Regions from separate parts of the Anser cygnoides genome. Here region 2 is linked to region 1. The links are chromatin contacts, called in public Hi-C maps. All regions are on one chromosome and are shown on one strand. Each heading gives the region's core, a stretch centred on a gene start, on an enhancer-like site or on the middle of the called end of the contact. The rest is flanking DNA. Distances are from core to core; before and after follow the strand shown. Region 1 has its middle 19 kb from the start of ELOVL5. Region 2 holds the start of FBXO9 (F-box protein 9).

Region 1 (5,541 bases), core at 2,098-4,597:
AGAGGACTCAGAGCTCTCATAGTGCTAACCTTCTAACAACACTGACCAAGTGTTTTGTAAGAAAACCTCATGGTTTCCTGCTGACTTTCCTACAGAGCAGCATTTCCAGCAGTTTTGCTCCATGCTCCTGCTCTAGGTGAATTCATTCATTCTTGCCCCTCTCCCTCACTAGTAATGTATTAATGTACTTACACTCTCATGCCCAACTACCTTCCCAGCCATCTCTTCTAAACTCCTTATCAGGTACAGTCCACATCTTGGGAAACCGTGCTCCAACAGCCTGTTAAAATTAACTAGCCCCTTCCATGGAAGTACAGGTTGCATTGAACCATAAAGATACCTAGCCCTCCCCATGAAGTGGACAAAGAATTTGGGGCTCAGATATAGCCCTAGGAAAGCAAACAGTCCTGGGTGGCGATATATGCACAAAAAACATATGGTTAGCTTGCTCCCTGGCACAGTCCTGGCCTGATCTGACCAGCAGTCTGCTAGCCTATGCCCATGCATGACCCAAGAGTTATGCAGGCAGGCAGGATGCTCAGAGGGGGAGAGTCTGCCTGTATGGACATGAGCTGCACTGGCCTCAAGGTGAGTTGGCCTCCTTGGACTGTTTCATTTACTAGTACAGATGTAGCCTACATACCTCACAGCAACATCCACTGGAGAAAGCAGGCAATAGCCATAAGTTAGACATAATGACATTCAGCTCTGTGTGCCCCCATCTTTTCTTGGTTTTGCCACTAGACTCTCTAGAAAACTAGAATTTTATGCTGCTGTGGTTATATCCAGCAGTACCTGATGGCACATCGTGTACTATACAGGACCCAAGGAGCCCTTCACAGATGAAGAGGCTGGTCAGGTACTGCAGCTCCAGGCAATGGCACAGACTCAGAAATTTATGATTCAACCTTGTGAAAGTCAAGCAGCATTCGAGTCTCATATAATAATTGTTCTTGGTACACACTGTCTCCAAGTCCAATTTTTGGTAAAACATCTGAAAAGCTACATCCAGACTTTGTGCCTGAAATAACAAACAGATGTTCTCAGGCATGGAGAAGGTCTAATAGCATAGCCTGTTCCCTACAGCATGAGCAGGAACTGATTTGCTTTCCTGATAGAGAAAAGTGCAGTTCAAATGCCTGTGCCAGTGTTTGATCTCTCTCACAGTGCATCCTAAAAGTGGTTTTTTAAGTTTCAGATGGAGTTTCCAGGAGTTCCCTGGAGCACTCTGCCCCATCACGCAGGTTATTAACAAAGATGTTAAATAATATTGGCCTCAGTATCAATGTCTGGTTACACCACTAGGCACCGGTCGGGACTTTGTGCCACTGATTGCCACCCTTTGAGCCTGGTAAGTCAGCCCTCTTTCGGTTCACCTCGCCGTCCACCTACCCAGCCCCATACTTTATAAGCTTGTCTACGAGGATGTTATGGGAGACAGGGCTGAGGGCCTGGCTAAAGGCAGGACAAACAACATCCACTGCTTCACCCTCATCCACCAAGCCACTCATCTCATTGTGGAAGGCTATCGGGTTGGTTAAGCATAATGTCTCCTTCATAAACACATAGTAACTACTCCCAACCACTTTCTTGTCCTTCACATGTCTGGAATTGGCTTCCAGGAGGATTTTCTCGATCACCTTTACAGGGTTTGAGGCAAGGTTAACCAGCCCCATCCCAGTTCCTCAGATCTTCCTTCTTGTACTTCTTGAAAATAGGAGTGACATTTGCTTTCTTCCCGTCCTCAGGAACCCCTCCTGAGTGCCAAGATCTTTCAAATATAATCAAGAGTGGCCTCACAATGACATTGGCCAGCTCCCTCAGCACTCATGGGTGCATCCTATAGGTCCCATGGACTTGTATATGTCCAATTTGTTTAAATTCTGAAGGCCAGTCTTAACAGTAGAGACCAAGGTGAAGAAGGCTTTGAGTACATCAGCTTTTTCAGTCTGTCACCACATCCTTTGCCCCACTCAAAAGCAGGACCAAATAGTCTTCACATAGTCTTCCTTTTGCTGTTTGACTTGTTACCATTCTTGATGTTACCCATATTCAAATCCCGTGCAGTTCCTCTATATTCTTCCTGGGTCACCTGTCCTTGCTTCTACCTCTTCTACATTTTTTATTTATTTTTTTTAATGTTAGAACCTGTTTCTGAGCGTACTCAGGACCTATGCAAAAACCCAGAACCTTTGGAAAACTGCAGGTCTGTGAGCAGTTCATGCCTTTTGCCTCCAGGACCAACCTGAGGCCAGAGGCTGGCAGCAGAAAAACAGATCTTTATTCCTCTGAAGGCCTGAGATGGAAAGAATGGTGGAAAGGATGAACAAAGAGAGAGGGAGGAGTGCAGAAGGGAGGAGAAAAGACAGAAGATAAAGTGTCATTTTAATGGGAGTTCCTATATTTCCTCAAATTCAACATGCCTGACTGTATCTATGAATGCTTTGCAGGGCCTTTACCTGTGTCAGATGACACACAGGTAGTCACATCAGCAATTTGGTTTTAACTGCTTCAGAACAGATCATATCTCCTCATTTGTCCATCTCATGATGAATGATGTCCTCATATCATTCCTCCTGAATATTCCCACCGATGCTTGCTTTCCTCTTCCAACTCAGTGCCCGTTCTCTAGACCATTTGCTGTACCTGGAGAAACCTTCCTGCTCTTTCAAACACAAATGCCCATCCACATTTCCTTCAGGCTTTTATTGTTCATACAGATTTCCAGTGCAAGGCACGTTTCTAATGCCAAAGTTTCACCCCTCAACTTCTACCAGCTGCATGGCATTTATCTAAAAAAGATAGCACCTGAAAGCAGCTCATCTGTGAGGACCGTGCAGAGCCATGCAGATCTTTGATTCGTTGCCTGATGGTAACTGATGTCCAGAGCATTTTGTACCAAATGAGGCAGGCAGCCAAATTCCGATTCTCTCACCTGTGTTGCTATAAAAGCAGGGTTAGAGCTCCGAGGTTACCTCAGCGTTATGCCTACGCTAAGTGACAGCAGAATGTCATCCAGCAGGAGGGTTCTGCAATTGAAAGGGGTAAGCAGATTATCTTCTGTTGATCTTATCTGCTTACCCATTCATTGGCACTGTTATGTAAGCTACGCATGCAGTCAGGGTTTGTGTAAACATATAAAGGCAATGTCCTTAAAGTCCCTTGCAAATACACCGTATTTATCTCAGGGAAAATGTTGTTTAAGATTTTTACAAGGGGAAGGCAGACCAGGAGTACGGCACACTTGTCTGCTGCCACGTCCTTTCCACTACAGCAGATATTAGCACCAAATGGGTAGAGAGATAAAGCTGTTTCTAAGGAACATTTTCCCCTCTTGAATGTTCAGTATTGTGCAGAACCGTACACATGAATTGTGCGTTTTACAGGAACAGGGAAAGTAAAAGACTTTTTTGACAAAAGTCAAAAAGCTCAGTTTTGATAAAAGCTTGATCCTTCACAAAATTCAGAAGGTATGATATTTGACTTTGCTGAATTTAGACCTTGTCCTTAATTTCCCTTTCACAGCAGATGTAAGAAAATGCCATACAATTTCAAATCACTGCAACACAAGACAGTGGTTATTGCCCTACTGACACATGTGCTTACACACATCTTTCTGGCAAGGTAAAATAGCCTGCAGTGTATCTACATTTTAAAGCTTTTTCTCGCTGCCAGAGGACACAAAAGCATAATTAGGTCACAAAATGCTCCAAGTGGTTTCCCTTAAATTATTGTCATCTTTTGGTAGTTAAGATTAGCGAACAATTTAAGATTTTTAAGGTGAAAACTATTCATTTGTGCTGTTTTCATAGCAAACCCAAAATTACCTCTTGCTGCAAGCTAAATTTCTCATGGATCCTGGAAGAAAGAGTAAGAAATCAAGAAAAAGGAGTGTGCATACATTATAGTTTATTGTTCTGCCTTCAGGAAAACCCTCCGTGGACCACAAAAACACATTTGTAACTATCATATGTCTGGCTCCTTGCAGTTGCTGCCCGGCAAAAAAAATATTGAGCTGGCATATCCTTTGTAGTATTATAAAAATTTTGCCACAAGGTCAGCTTAGGAATATCTCTGTGTTAACAATACCTTGAGCTCACCTAACAGGCTTGCTCGGTGACCTCAGAGCAAACACTGAACTTGACAGCTGGAAGTGGAGAGGGGGAACACGGCTTTCTTTCGGGAGAAATACAAGGGTATTCAGGCAGCGCAGCCCAGGGGCCTGTCTGTTTGCCAAGGCTGAGGAACGTTTCATTGACAAAGACAGGAAGTGCTGATGCATTTTCCCCAAACAAGGCATTAAAACTGTTTTTCCCTGCTATCGACGCCACCATTTTCAAAAATACATTGAAAACAAAGGGCATTTGTTCTTACGGGTTTGAAAAAAAGAAAAAGGAAAAAAAAAAGAGTTTGTTTTGTATATAGCAGGAATAAATATTTTTTATACTTTTTTTCTTTGTCAGAAGTCATTCTTTTGGGGCTTACAGCTTGTCAGGTTCAAAACCCCATTGTTTCCCGTTGCATTCTCAGAGGTTTTTTTAGTAGCTGTTCCTCCCTAGCTAGACAGCAGCAGAAGTAAATGTGTTTCCATGTGTTTAGAAACCAAGGAACAATGAAACATTCAGCCAAGCTTGCCTGAACAGATTTATTTATTTATTTATTTTTAATTTCAGAGCAATTGGGAACAGGAGAACTGCCTGAGAACCTGGAGGATTCATGAGGAGGAGCTCCGTGTAGCAACTGGGACTGCTGGGAGATTAAGGGTCAGATACTCCTCTCGCTAAGCTCCCAAAAGTAGTGCAATTATCCAAAACGAGCCGAGAGAATTTGATCCCTTTTCTTGCAATGGTATTCTGAGGGTAAATTACCATGATTAATGAGTTAATGTTTGTCAACCGGAGCGCAGTAACTGGGTGTGCGACAGCCGGCTCAAGGCTTCTCAGCAGCGTGAGCAAAATTCAAGCTTGCAGCAGTGGCAGAGCAGATTTTGCTCGTGGGTCTGGGGAGGTGGAGGCGCGAGGTGTGATCAGGGTGGGCGGCAGGTGCCTGCCATTTGGAAGTGAGCGCAGCCTGCGGCTCCCAGCAGCTTGTTCCTGCAGGCAGCTTCCTGCTCCGCGTACAGCACCGGCGAGCTCTGCCTTGTCTTCTCAGCCCGTGGCAGTTGTGAAATAAGGCTCGGTTAGTTGAATCCCTGCAGCTAACAGGTTTTACATCATAATCCCGTGGGCTGACAGCAAACAGGTAGTGGAGGCCAACTGTCATCTGGGAACCTGCCTGATTGCCTGCGTGCACACTTCCTTAAGTACTAGATGGCACTTACAGCCTTCAAAGAAGGCATTTGCACTGGAAGACATCAGCCCTTAATAAGGCTGGGGCTGCATTTTGTACTTTGAGAGCAATTTCCAGCCATGTGGAAACCACCGCAAAAATATTAACCAACTTGCTTTACTAACACACGGGAAAAAAAAAAAAAAAGAAAAAAAAAAAACAACAGATAGAGGTACGAGGGCATTTCCTACCATCGAAGCACAACCGTCCCAT
Region 2 (5,541 bases), core at 858-3,357, 110 kb after region 1:
GCTGAATTTTGTCCAGGCAGCTCTCAGTCTGGGCAGAAGAAGCCTGGTTTTATCTGCAAAATGCAGAGACTAGGAAAGTTATTTCTAACTAAATCAACACATTATCTCCCGGCGCATAAAGGCACACCCATTAAAAGCTTTAAACTACAAAGTCTGCAAATAAGCTATTTTAAGCCAATAAGAGTTGGAATTGCATTTTAAAGTTGGCTGAAGTCTACCTTGTTGGTTCCTTCCAGCTCGGGGTACTCTCTGGTTCTACCTACTGTTCAAAAACTTGGTTTCAGTAACTTTTCATGAGTCTTGATTTTCTTCCCCTTGCCTTTGTTTCAACTGCCCTACCTGCTCTTCATTTCTGAGTCAAAAATCAGCCATGGTTCTGGATCAACTGCTTCCAAAATATGGTTCAATGCTCTTTAACACTTCAATGTGCTCTCAATCTCAATCCAAAATAAAAAATAAAAATAAAAATATACCATACTATGGAGACCTACTCCAAAGCCCAACAGCTGTACAAAAAACCAGAAAGCATTAAAAAATTCTTTACAACCAAAGTTTGGCTTTCATCTTTACTTCTATGCCGAGTTCACGTCTGTTCTGCAGTCTCTCATATGACAGGTTTGTCTTCTGTCAGCAGTGACAGCACAAGCTATCATCCCTCCAAATTTATCAGTAATGCAATTCTTTCACGTTGCTACTGAACAGCTAACTGGACTGGAAAACTGTTCTCTATTAACAACCTTTCTGCTCTTTATTTGATCTGTGAAATCCCCATGGTTTTGCTAGTACAAACACGTAAACACACGGGTAAAGCAGGCATCACCACTGGCAGGCAGCTCATGAGATCGTACCCAGGGCAGGTTTTGACTTGTAAAAACTGGCTCCTTCCCTGCATTCTGGTAATACTTAAGCTGTAATTATAGCTCCTCAAGTTCACAGAATCAGGTACTGTTACTACTTAGTAGCTTAAAGAAATCAAGCCTGTTCATCTTTACTATTGGCCTTCCTTGTGCTACAACTCAGGCATCCTACGTAACAGCGACTCGATCCTGCTTAAAAAGCGAGCCATCCTCAGTGCAGGCTGATCAGCTCAAACGATTTTTGCCGTGAGAAAAGTGGCAGCAAACCAAGCATCCAAAAGGTCAACAGGGAGACAGCAAACATCAGAGCCAGCCTGTGACCTGCAAAAAGAAGTCTGCTGAGTCAATTTGATTCTGATTTGTTTGCAAAGCTTTAGAAAATATTTGCCAAATGCAAAAACTAGCTTACGTGTGTGTGGCTTAGCTTTAACTATTTTGCAATCAACAACTGCATGCTGCTCTCCTCCGAGCACAACAGCCACTTCCTAGAGGGCTCGGCACTGCAGCTGAGCATTCCGGATCTTTGCTTCAGCAAAATAAAGGTAAGAAACAGTTCAAAGCCCAAGAGGGCTACGTGCCAATCGTTGGGAACTGGAGAATAAGCAGGGATGACACTGCAAAACTGTGACCGATGGCCAACGCTCTCCTTGAACTGTAGGGAAATGAGGAGTAGCTCATGGTTTTGTCTATGTGGTTGGAGTGATATTATGTCCAAAAATTGGTGTTTTAAGTCGTAGTGGTGAGTTCTGAGGGCTCTTGAAGGATATAAAAGGCTTGGGTTTGAATGGCCGGGCTCTCAGGGCGGACAGCTGAACTGACCCGGCGGTGCTGTCGGGAAAGCAGCCCTGACCCAGCCTCCTGACACCTCAGACCCCAAACCCTTAACGAGCGGGGTGCCTGCCCCCAGATCACCTCAGAGGCGTCGCGTTAAGGGGTGCAGCCCCCGCTCCCGGCAGCGGCCGCCCCCCAGCCCGGCCCCACCGCCCTCCGCCGCCCCCTCTCACCATGCTGCCGGCCCTCGGGCGGCTCCGTCCCGTGCCGGGGGTCCGTGCCCCCCTTCCCTCGTCCCGCCTGGTCCCCGCGGGGGGCACTTAGCAGAGTTCTCGGTCGGAGAAGCGCACCACGCAGCGGGAGTCGCGGCGGGCCCTGCGGACGGCAGCCATCTTGCCCGGCGGTGAGGGGCCGGCGGAGCGGGAGCGGCGGGGACACGGCGCCACACCGACCCGCCGCGCCAGAGCGCCGCCCGCCGCGCGGGCCGCTCTGAGGAGACAGCGCCGCCGCCGCGGCGGGGACTACGAATCCCAGCGCGCACCGCGGCCCCGCCGCCGTTCTCCTGCATGAAGGGCCGCTGCGCGGTGCCTGCTGGGAAATGAAGTCCAGCGGGGATCCCTGCCCCGGCCAGCGCAGAGGCTGCCGGGAAGTGTAGTCCGGCGGCAGCGCTCCGTCCCCGCTGGGCGGCGCCATTTTCTCGGCGAGCGGCCCGGGCCTGGGGCCGGGCTCGGCTCCCGCCCGAGGCCGCCGCGGCCCAGCGCCGTGCTGCTGCTGCCGCCGGCACGGGGGGGCCCTGCCCTTTCTGGAGGCCCTTTGTGGGCGATGGGTGAGTGGGCCGGGCTAATTAGCAGCTGGCTAACGAAGGGGAGGGGTGGCGGTGGTGGTGTTCGAGCCGCGCGCCTCTCATCGTGCCGTGTCCTCGCCCGCCCGCCCCAGTGAGAAGGTTTTATTGCGGGGGGTGTTGTGTTTGTACGTGGCGTGCGCGGTCAGGTTCTCCAAAACTGGGTGGAAATCGGGTTTTAAATCTGCATAACAGTCTTTGTTGTTGTTTTCAGGAAAATACCGTCTGTGTGTCTTTACATGTGAGCTGTTAACCCTTATCCATGCCTGCAGCCGTGAGGAATGTGTGTCTGTAGTGGGCAGGCAGGTGAGAGCTCGGGCCTGGGCAGCGCTGGCAGGCAACGGGGAGAGAGTCACCAGAGGGAGTGTAAGGGGGGTGGCACAGCTTTCAAACCAGCCCTTCACCCACTACACCCGTGGGGAGGAGAGGGAGAAGTAACGGGGCTGGCTGCAGGCACGCCCGTGGAGTTCGTGGTCTGGAGCAGCGAGGGTGAGGGGTTGGGGTTGTAGCAGAGCGGCTGAGGTTTACAGATGCTCCATACCGCTACAACGGGTTGTCTGTAACGGGGCTTGTAGTTTGGGCTTGGAGGCAGAGCTGTCAGGCTTTTCTCCTGCCTGGGTGTGTCTCTGTTCATCAGGGAGGGAGGGAAGCCTGCTTCTAACAACAGAAAAACAGGGTGCTCTGTCACGGGGTTGGACACAAGTACGCGTTTATGCTTAGAAGATGTAATAGGGATGACTTAAAGCAGAAATCTCTTTTGAATAAGTACACCCAGCTCCAGCTGGCTTCACTGAGAGTGATGCATGCCTACAGAAGGAGATTTAACTCTTCTCTGTTCTCTTGAAATATTATTTTAATTTAAGCAATGTAACTGCTCTGAAGATCAGCCTCTATTTAGATGCGTGGTCTGGGCATCCAGACCTTTCAGGCTTTTTAAACAAACCTCCTTTTAAATGAGTGCACTTCGCTGTAGGATTCCCTGGCACAGCATACCGCCCAGGGGAGGAGCTGCGTGTGCCATGCTCCTGAGTTCCAAGCCCAGCTCACTTTGTTTTGTAAACCCCAAGCCCCAGGGAAATAATTTTGTGATGTACTTTTAAAACCGAAGTGAAGGAGTGTGAAAAGCAGGTAGGACAGAGTTATTGTTACAGTTGGGTCTGGCAGTCGGTCGCTTGAGGCCAATTGTTTTTTGTTCTTTGTTTCCCTTGTGTGCCTCCTCCTTCCGTCCCTGTGATCCCGCTAGAGCCAGCAGGAGCCTCCAGTGCTCAGGAAGGGCAGGATCAGGCCTTCTGCACAGTAGCAGGAAGACTACAGCTGGGGGACAGCGCTGTGGATGCCTGAGCGGTAACGGGAAAGCAGCTCTCTTCCTGCTGTTTGCTAGCAGTTCCGCAGTCCTGCGTGGCCGTACTGTTTTGCTATTTAAACTCATCTCGGAGATGGCAGTGAGGCCAGCCCCCCGGGGATTATCTTCGTGTAATTATACTAAAATCCAGCTGGGCCCTAATCCCTGCTCAGGCTGCCAGCCGGGGCTTGCAGCCGGCCTTCTCCCCCCTCAGTGCCCTCCCTCTTTCGGGCACAGCCGGGAGCCTTCCTGGTGCCTGGGGGGCCATGGATGCCCGCAGCCCTGCTGCCTGCCTGCCCTCCCTCGCTCCCTGCCTCCTGCCTGTGAGGGGAATGGCGCTGGCCTAGCACAGCCGTTGCCACCAGGCATTACCCCCAGGACAGTGTCCCAAGCCCATCCAGCCTCTCTCCGCTGGTGTGGGGCTTTTTTTTTTCCCTGTGGAAGGAGGCAAAACCGCCCACCGGTGAGTATGGCATGAGGTGGGTGGGTGAGTGCCCGGCAGGGCGAGCTGCAGCTGCAGAGCCCTCCTCGCTTCTGTCTGAGCACCAGGATGGAGCGGCCCCTGCTCCTTTGTATCGGGGCTGCAAGGCAGAGGAGGCATGTGGAGCCTGTGACTTGTGTCATGATGGCTTTGTAAAGCCTCCTGGGCCCCCTTGTTGCTGATAGAGTCTTCCCCATCACTTATGCATAGTTTTCCCTCTAATGGGGAACCTCATCGCCGTTGATAACAAATACAAGCAGTAGTCAGAGGGACTGCATGGTTTTAAGCCTAGGTCTTTAAACCACACCTTTCTTTATGTGCGCTGCCGGCAGCGCCTCTAGATTATTGCCAAAACGCAGAACAAATCTGGAAAGCCACTTGCTGCCTGCTTGCTGGTGGCATCTCCCAGCTGGGGCAGGAAAAGGGAGCCAGTTTCGCTTTCAGTTCCCAGCGCTGCTGCGCTTCAAACCCGGTAGCTAGAGTGTGTGGAACTGCAGAGGTAACGCTGCTGTATCCAGATGGGGAAGGGCTTCTTGACATTGAGTTAGCGAAACTGTCTTCCACTCCAAGATTTTGCAGTTTGTATTTACATCCTCAAACACTGCGAATCTGTCTGGATTGCAGACCTAGACTAGAATACAGAGCTTGTGCATAGACATAGTTTGTACGTGTCAGAGCTCTACAAACTGCTCGTCAAAGACCTGTGTGCTTTTTTTCAGCAGGACTCCACTTCTGTGAAGTTTTAAGGCTAAGGTTTAGATCATTCCGGTAGTTTAAGGTGAGAGCAGAAGGTGATAAGGACAGAATGTAAATCTTGCAAAGGAAAATAGGTTTTTTAAACCAGTTTCACTAATAAGCTCAACAATAAACAATACTGATAAAATTAACCAAAAATACATTATTAAGCTTTTGCCTAGAGGATTTTCATACAGGTGTATTTGGGCTTTCATAGGAGCCGTGCTAACTTCTGTGCATCCTAGCATGTTTTTTAACAAGCATTCCTCATTTAAATCTTGACTTTCAGACAGTTTTTTCTCTACAGGTTCGCTGCCTCCCGTGTATGCTCCAGCAGCATTTCAATTAATTTGTTTGTTCTGGTCACGTTCAGCAGCAGAGCTGGAATTTGAAAGATAATTTCTTTCAAGTTCTATGGAAATCGGTGGCTGTTAAAAGCAGAGGGGCTTGAATTCGTATCCCCAGTGAGGAAAAGGCAGTTATGTTCACCACTTTGCCTATTCAAGAGGCAGCA

The links. Hi-C and Micro-C count contacts between places; a contact is called where the count stands out from the background.
Region 2: a contact with region 1 is called in a Hi-C map of liver, with 3 times the contacts expected there. The contact joins the promoter of FBXO9 here to the enhancer-like site in region 1. A contact is called at or near these places in 2 of 7 Hi-C or Micro-C datasets (both in liver).

Annotation. Positions count from the first base shown.
Region 1 is chr3:97,729,299-97,734,839 of Taihu_goose_T2T_genome, forward strand. No RefSeq gene overlaps it. Among named protein-coding and RNA genes, the nearest start is that of ELOVL5, 19 kb to the right of the region's middle. Within about 2 kb of position 3,348, at least 2 of the 3 cell types and tissues checked have open chromatin away from gene starts, as enhancers often do. A contact at or near this core is called in liver, where this site is marked.
Region 2 is chr3:97,844,930-97,850,470 of Taihu_goose_T2T_genome, forward strand. FBXO9 (F-box protein 9) reads right to left here and starts at 2,108. Exons shown (of 13, transcript XM_048078089.2): 1 at 1,862-2,108. CILK1 (ciliogenesis associated kinase 1) reads left to right here and starts at 2,300. Exons shown (of 15, transcript XM_048078077.2): 1 at 2,300-2,454; 2 at 2,684-2,775.